2 separate regions of the Bos taurus genome follow, and region 2 is linked to region 1. A link is a contact called in public Hi-C data. All regions are on one chromosome and are shown on one strand. Each heading gives the region's core, a stretch centred on a gene start, on an enhancer-like site or on the middle of the called end of the contact. The rest is flanking DNA. Distances are from core to core; before and after follow the strand shown. Region 1 has its middle 250 kb from the start of ETS1. Region 2 has its middle 44 kb from the start of FLI1.

The links. Hi-C and Micro-C count contacts between places; a contact is called where the count stands out from the background.
Region 2: a Hi-C map of liver shows a contact between it and region 1, with 3 times the contacts expected there. The contact joins two enhancer-like sites. A contact is called at or near these places in 4 of 11 Hi-C or Micro-C datasets (blastocyst, blood, liver and 1 more).

Annotation. Positions count from the first base shown.
Region 1 is chr29:31,629,415-31,632,484 of ARS-UCD2.0, forward strand. No RefSeq gene overlaps it. Among named protein-coding and RNA genes, the nearest start is that of ETS1, 250 kb to the right of the region's middle. Within about 2 kb of position 1,512, at least 26 of the 102 cell types and tissues checked have an H3K27ac peak or open chromatin away from gene starts, as enhancers often do. A contact at or near this core is called in liver, where this site is marked.
Region 2 is chr29:32,008,017-32,010,762 of ARS-UCD2.0, forward strand. No RefSeq gene overlaps it. Among named protein-coding and RNA genes, the nearest start is that of FLI1, 44 kb to the right of the region's middle. Within about 2 kb of position 1,420, at least 4 of the 102 cell types and tissues checked have an H3K27ac peak or open chromatin away from gene starts, as enhancers often do. A contact at or near this core is called in liver, where this site is marked.

The DNA.
Region 1 (3,070 bases), core at 262-2,761:
AGGAGTGTGTGTGTGTGTGTGTGTGTGTGTGTGTGTGTGTGCATGTCCACGCACATGCTAGGAGATGGCAAGAAGAGAAAGTCAAGATTTTACAGGTTCTTTGCATTTTCCTCACCCAGCTTTTCTCTCTATTCAACTTTCCAATTCTTACTAAAGTCTTGCCATTTTTAAGAAAGAAAGAAGAAAGAAAATGAAGTCGCTCAGTCATGCTCAACTCTTTGCGACCCTACAAGGCTCCTCCGACCGTGGGATTTTCCAGGCAATAGTCCTGGAGTGGATTGCCATTTCCTTCTCCAGGGTATCTTTCCGACCCAGGGATTGAACCCGGGTCTCCCACATTGTAGGCAGACGCTTAACTATCTGAGCCACCAGGGAAGTTCCTCTACCATTTTTAAAGAAAGAAAGAAAGTGAAGTCATTCAGTCGTGTCTGACTCTTTGCAACCCCATGGGCTGTAGCCTACCAGGCTCCTCTGTCCCAGGAATTTTCCAGGCAATAGTCCTGGAATGGATTGCCATTTCCTTCTCCAGGGGATCTTCCCAACCCAGGGATTGAACCCAGGTCTCCCGCATTGTAGACAGACACTTTACCATCTGAGCCACCAGGGAAGTCAACCATTTTTAAAGGCATTTGTAATTTTCTATGGATTCCACTCTAAAACCCCCTGAAGACCTAAAGTTAAGGAACTTCACTAGTGGAGTTTCTCTTCTGAAGCATGTTGGAGGCGATACCCCACGTATCCCAGTGGGGAGCTGTGTGTTTCTCCTCCTCAGATGCCCAGCCCTCTGCCTCAGCGGCTCCTCTTTCTTTCCTGTCTGCCACGGCCATGTTTGCTTCATCTGGAGAATCATCTGTGACTGCCCTCTCTTGGGCTGGGGACAGGGGATGGCCCCAGTCTAGGTTCTGAGTGGTTCTGCAGAGCACGTGGCTGGATCCAGTGCACAGACCACCTTCTACCTGCTGCTTCCTTCTCCCACGGACCTCAACGCACGTAGGCAGCTGGGTTTCCGGGTCCTCTCGCAGGCAGGGAGCCTAGGACAGGACTTCTATCTTCACCCTGATGAACCCCCAGGAGGATTTGGTCACCTGCAGACTGGAGAAATCCACTCTCTGAGCTTTGAGTGTTAACTCTGACATATACAGGGTCTGAGTTTCTGTGTTCAGGCAGAAAGAAGACCAGCCTGGGTTATAAAAGCATTCTGGCTCCCAGGGCCTGCTCTGATCATATCTAACTGATTTCAGACAGTTCGATGAACTCCTCCCAGCCTCCACTCTGCCATCTATAAAGTGAGAGTGTTCGATGAGACTCTGTGTGGGATCTTTTTCTGGTTCAAAAACTCCACGATTTCTGCCTGGTGAATGAAGAGTCTCTGACCACATCCAGCCCACCACCTCCACCCAGAAGTCAGTAGGGAAAAGTCTCGGGTAGAGTGCCTGCCAGCCCCAGGGTACACAGTCGAACCATGTGTGGGAGGAAGCAAATTTAGAAGGAAACAGGCTTCATTTATTCTGCCCGATATGGTTATCTCTGTGAGGCTGTGCCCATGCAAGCGAGCAGAGGGTGAGAAGGAAGGGGAGGGAGACACAGTGTCAAATGTCAAATGTTTAGCAGAGACTTTGAAGTCTGACAATTGAGACTTCCGGTAACTTTTGTCTCTACTTTTACAAAAAGGGAGGTAGGGAGAGGGGCAAAAGGGATGGGGGAGACAGAGAAAGAAAGAGAGTGAGAGAGAAGGTGACTGAAAGAAGATAAACACTGATGTACATAGAGACAATCATTGTGTAGGTTTCATGCAAAAGATTAGGCAAATATTATCTAAATGACATGTCATCTGGGACTTTCTTCTCTGACTGTCTTTCAGACAATCCCTGACTATTGTTCTGAACTAACACTGCACTTCATCACGACACTTCCATGTGGACATGGAACTCTTCTACGTGACGAGAAACACGAATGGGCCAGCCAGCTGGGAACAGCGCCGGGATGAGACCCGTGCGTTCCTAACGCCTCTGCCCGCCGGGAGGGAAGGAGGAAGGGCATGCGAAACAGTGGACGGTACTCGACACAACCCTGCAAAGGGTGACGCAAGGCCTAGATTGTATACAGGTCAGATAGGCAGAGATGGAACCACAGTGGTCTAGAAGACATTCACAAGCGAGATGGAAATTGAGTGCTGAAGTAGGTGTGAGTTGATGTAGACAGACCGCTGTGTTTCGAAAAAGAAACCATGAAAAATATCACATTTGGTCAACCGGCTCCTCCTCTCACAATTAGCCAACCAAAGACATATAATGTATTCCTTTGTGGCCCAAATCTCTACATAGTAACCAGGAAAGGGCCCAGAGAAGTCTCTTCCAGTTCAAGTTACAATCACTGAATGTGGAAAGCTGGTGAGATGACAAAATGACTTGCGCATGAAGCTCCCTCATCTTGTCTGTGAAGCTTGCCTGTGTCTAGTTTGGGGATAAAGGGTCAGGACACTATTACAACCTCTCCATGCAACATGACGCTATGTGTATAGGCAATTTCCAGGGATACCCTTTCTGAGTTGTTGTTGTTTTTTTTTTTTTAAATATTTCAAATATAGCAATGAGTTAGTTGGCATCTCCCTCAAAAGGACAAGAGCACGTGGTAAAAGCAGGGTTGCCGTGACATCTGGGACACCAGGCTTGGTTAAACAACCTCAGAAAAGGACATTAGTTGGAAACTTGAGCTCCTGGAGGATTTCAGGAAGGGAGGGTCTCGTCTGAGACTGTGGAGGTGCTGCCAACGAGGACCGTGATACCTCAGTTCAAGGAAATGGACAATCCCAGAGCACACGATGAAGAAAAGCGTTCTTAACTGTTTCCTCTGGAAATCACCCCTGAAGGGATGCCAGGCTCTTCTAGAATCTCCACTCCGGTGCTTCTGGCCCACTGGGTGGGTGAGAGGTAAAGCACAGCCCTGACGGAAAAAAAATAGCAGAGTCCAGGGCTAGTCATCTGCTAACGGGAAAATCCTCCTGGGTCAGGTCCCATGCGGGCACACAGATTTCTCATCTCACATGGACCAGAAGAGAAGCCATTGATGA
Region 2 (2,746 bases), core at 170-2,669, 380 kb after region 1:
CCTATAAGTCCATGGAATTCTCCAGGCCAGAATACTGATGTGGGCCAGAATACTAGCCATTCCCTTCTTCAGGGGATCTTCCCAGCCCAGGGACTGAACCCAGGTCTCCCACATTGCGGGCGAATTCTTTGCCTGCTGAGCCACCAGGGAACCCAGTGGGCCTTTAGGTTGTTTGCGTATCTTGGATACTGTGACAAGTGCTGTGATGACCGGGGGCTGCACATATTTCTTCAAGATCCTGATTTCAATGCTTTTGGACAAATGCCCAGAAGTAGTAGTATTAGGTCATATGTTAGTGCTATTTTTAATTTTTGAGGTACTTCCATGCTGTTTTCCATGGCAGCTGTACCATTTTGCATTCCCACCAACAGTACACAAGGCTGCCGATTTCTCCACATCCTCGCCTGCACTTTTTGTCTTTTTGATAACAGCCAGCCTGACAGATGTGAGATGCTATCCTACTGTGGGAAAATAGAATATGAAAATGATGTGTCAAATTAACCGGAAAATGAACAGGTAAACGATGTTTGGTCAATCGGCATACCACATCCAGATAAATTATGCTATGACTCAAAAAAATATAATTAACTCTTACTATAAATTCTTAGGATGCTGATTGTTGATATTAACGTGACAATAGGAGAAAAATTCAGTTCAGGAAGAAATTCCCAATGATACATGTAATACACACATACAAATGTTGTTATAAAGAGAAACTTCTTAATAGATGTAAGCTATTATATATAGGATGGATAAACAACAAGGACCTACTGCATAGCACAGGGAGCTATATTCAGTATCTGATGATAAACCACAATGGAAAAGAATATTTTAAAAAAGAATGTGCGTATATATATATATATATATATATATATATATAAAATTGAATCACTTTGCTGTGCTGCAGAAATTAACATTGTAAGTCAAGTATTTCTTCAATTAAAATAAATCATGTAGTCTAATTTATGTTTTACCTTACCCCATTTGGGGATTACGGTACATGATAATTGCCGTCATAAAATAAATTAAAATAATTAAAATAATTTATTTAATAAAATAAACATTAAAATAAAATATTTAAATTAAAATAATTAAAAATAATTAAAATGTAAAAAAAATAAAGAGAGAGAAACTCCTTCCCTGTGTACTTTATTTTCACAAAAAGGACACTTGAGTTTAGGGCTAGGAGGGAGATGAGAAGCTGTCTTCCATGGGGAAGGGTCTTGCAAGCATGCCTTCCATCTGGAGGCCAAATTTAGGAGCCTTTCTTTGGAGACAGGAGAGGCACAGAGTTCCTCTCTGTACAGCAGTGAAGCCAGCATTGTCCAGGAATCTTGCTCCTCACTAGACAAGGCTCCTCTCAGCAGCTTCCCAGGCTCTAGCGCAGGGAACCTGTGTTCTGCGCCTGGAGAGACCCCTTCTGCTCAAACGCCGGTGGTGCAACACAGGAGAGGCTGCGATCTCACAGGAGATGCTGAGAAACAGGCAAGGCCCAAACTAGCGGCCCCGCGGCCCCTCTGGTCCCTGATGCGTCAGGCACAGCGATGGCTTTGCTGTGTCCACCGTGGACCATGCGTCATCCAGCAAGCTCAGCCCGGCTCCCACTCTGGGCGCTCCTACTCCCACAGGTGGGCAGATGAGAGGACCCTTTCCCAGAGATGCTCAGAGCCTGTGGCAGGCAAGAGCTGACATGCGTGACAATGCTGTGGTGGAGGGTGGAGGGTCCTGGCCAGGGGGCACAGCAGGGCAGTGACCACCCTGTTGGAGGCACACACAGAACCTTATCTGAAGAAGAAGCATTTGAGCTACTGGGAAGGACCATCAGCCAAATACAACAGGGGAAAGAGTGGTTGGTCAAAGGAGAGTGTGCAGAGCCTTGGAGACCTGGGAAGAAGGACTTGGCACAGGGGAGGAGAGAAAAGGCAGGATGAGGGGGGTGTGGTGGGAACTCACGCCGAGGGTTAACAGTTTGTCCTAGCTTCTTTGGTTTTTCAGAAGATGCCGGAGATTTATAAGAGAAACCTGAGCTTCCGCTTGGAGGCCTGCCTGGCCTGGGGCTGGAATGATGTGGGGACAAAGTGACAGGGCAGTGACCTCCCAAGGAGCCAGTGACATCTTCTCTTAGCCTGAGTTTCTGTTTAAAGGTCATTTATCACCTCTTTCCTGGGCACAGCATGCTGCACTGATGACGAAGGAGCTGGCTAAGGAGCCCCAGTCAACTCCTGATCTAAAGCACAGAATCACCAAAGAAAAGACTCTCCCACCATGGGATTCTGGGACAACCAGAATCCAACTAGGAAGGGACATGCAACAAAATAGAGGTAAAGGGACCAAAAAAAAAAAAAAAAACCCAAACATGTTAAGAAAGAAAAGCATTACTAAATTCACCTCTAAAACATGCACTGTTTTTAAGAAAGATAAATCACATCCACACAGCAACACCGGATGACCTTTGTAAAAGAAGACGTGACAGCTGAGCCAGAAAAGAAATGACTTGTGTCCCCAAAGGCCCAGACCTCTAGCATCTCTGTAGTTTTTTCTTTTCTAATGCCCATGAAGAGTGGTCCCTAAGAGACGCAAATGGAATAGCTGACCGGGAATAAGAAGCTTCGATCCCAGCTCAAGCAGACCCTGGCCTCAGGTGGCTCGTTCAGCAGATGTTCGGAGGGGCTGCCGGTCCCTGATGCCCTGGGCTCTGGGCACTCCCTTCTGTCTCACCATCCTGGGAAGGGAGAAGAAGGGCAAA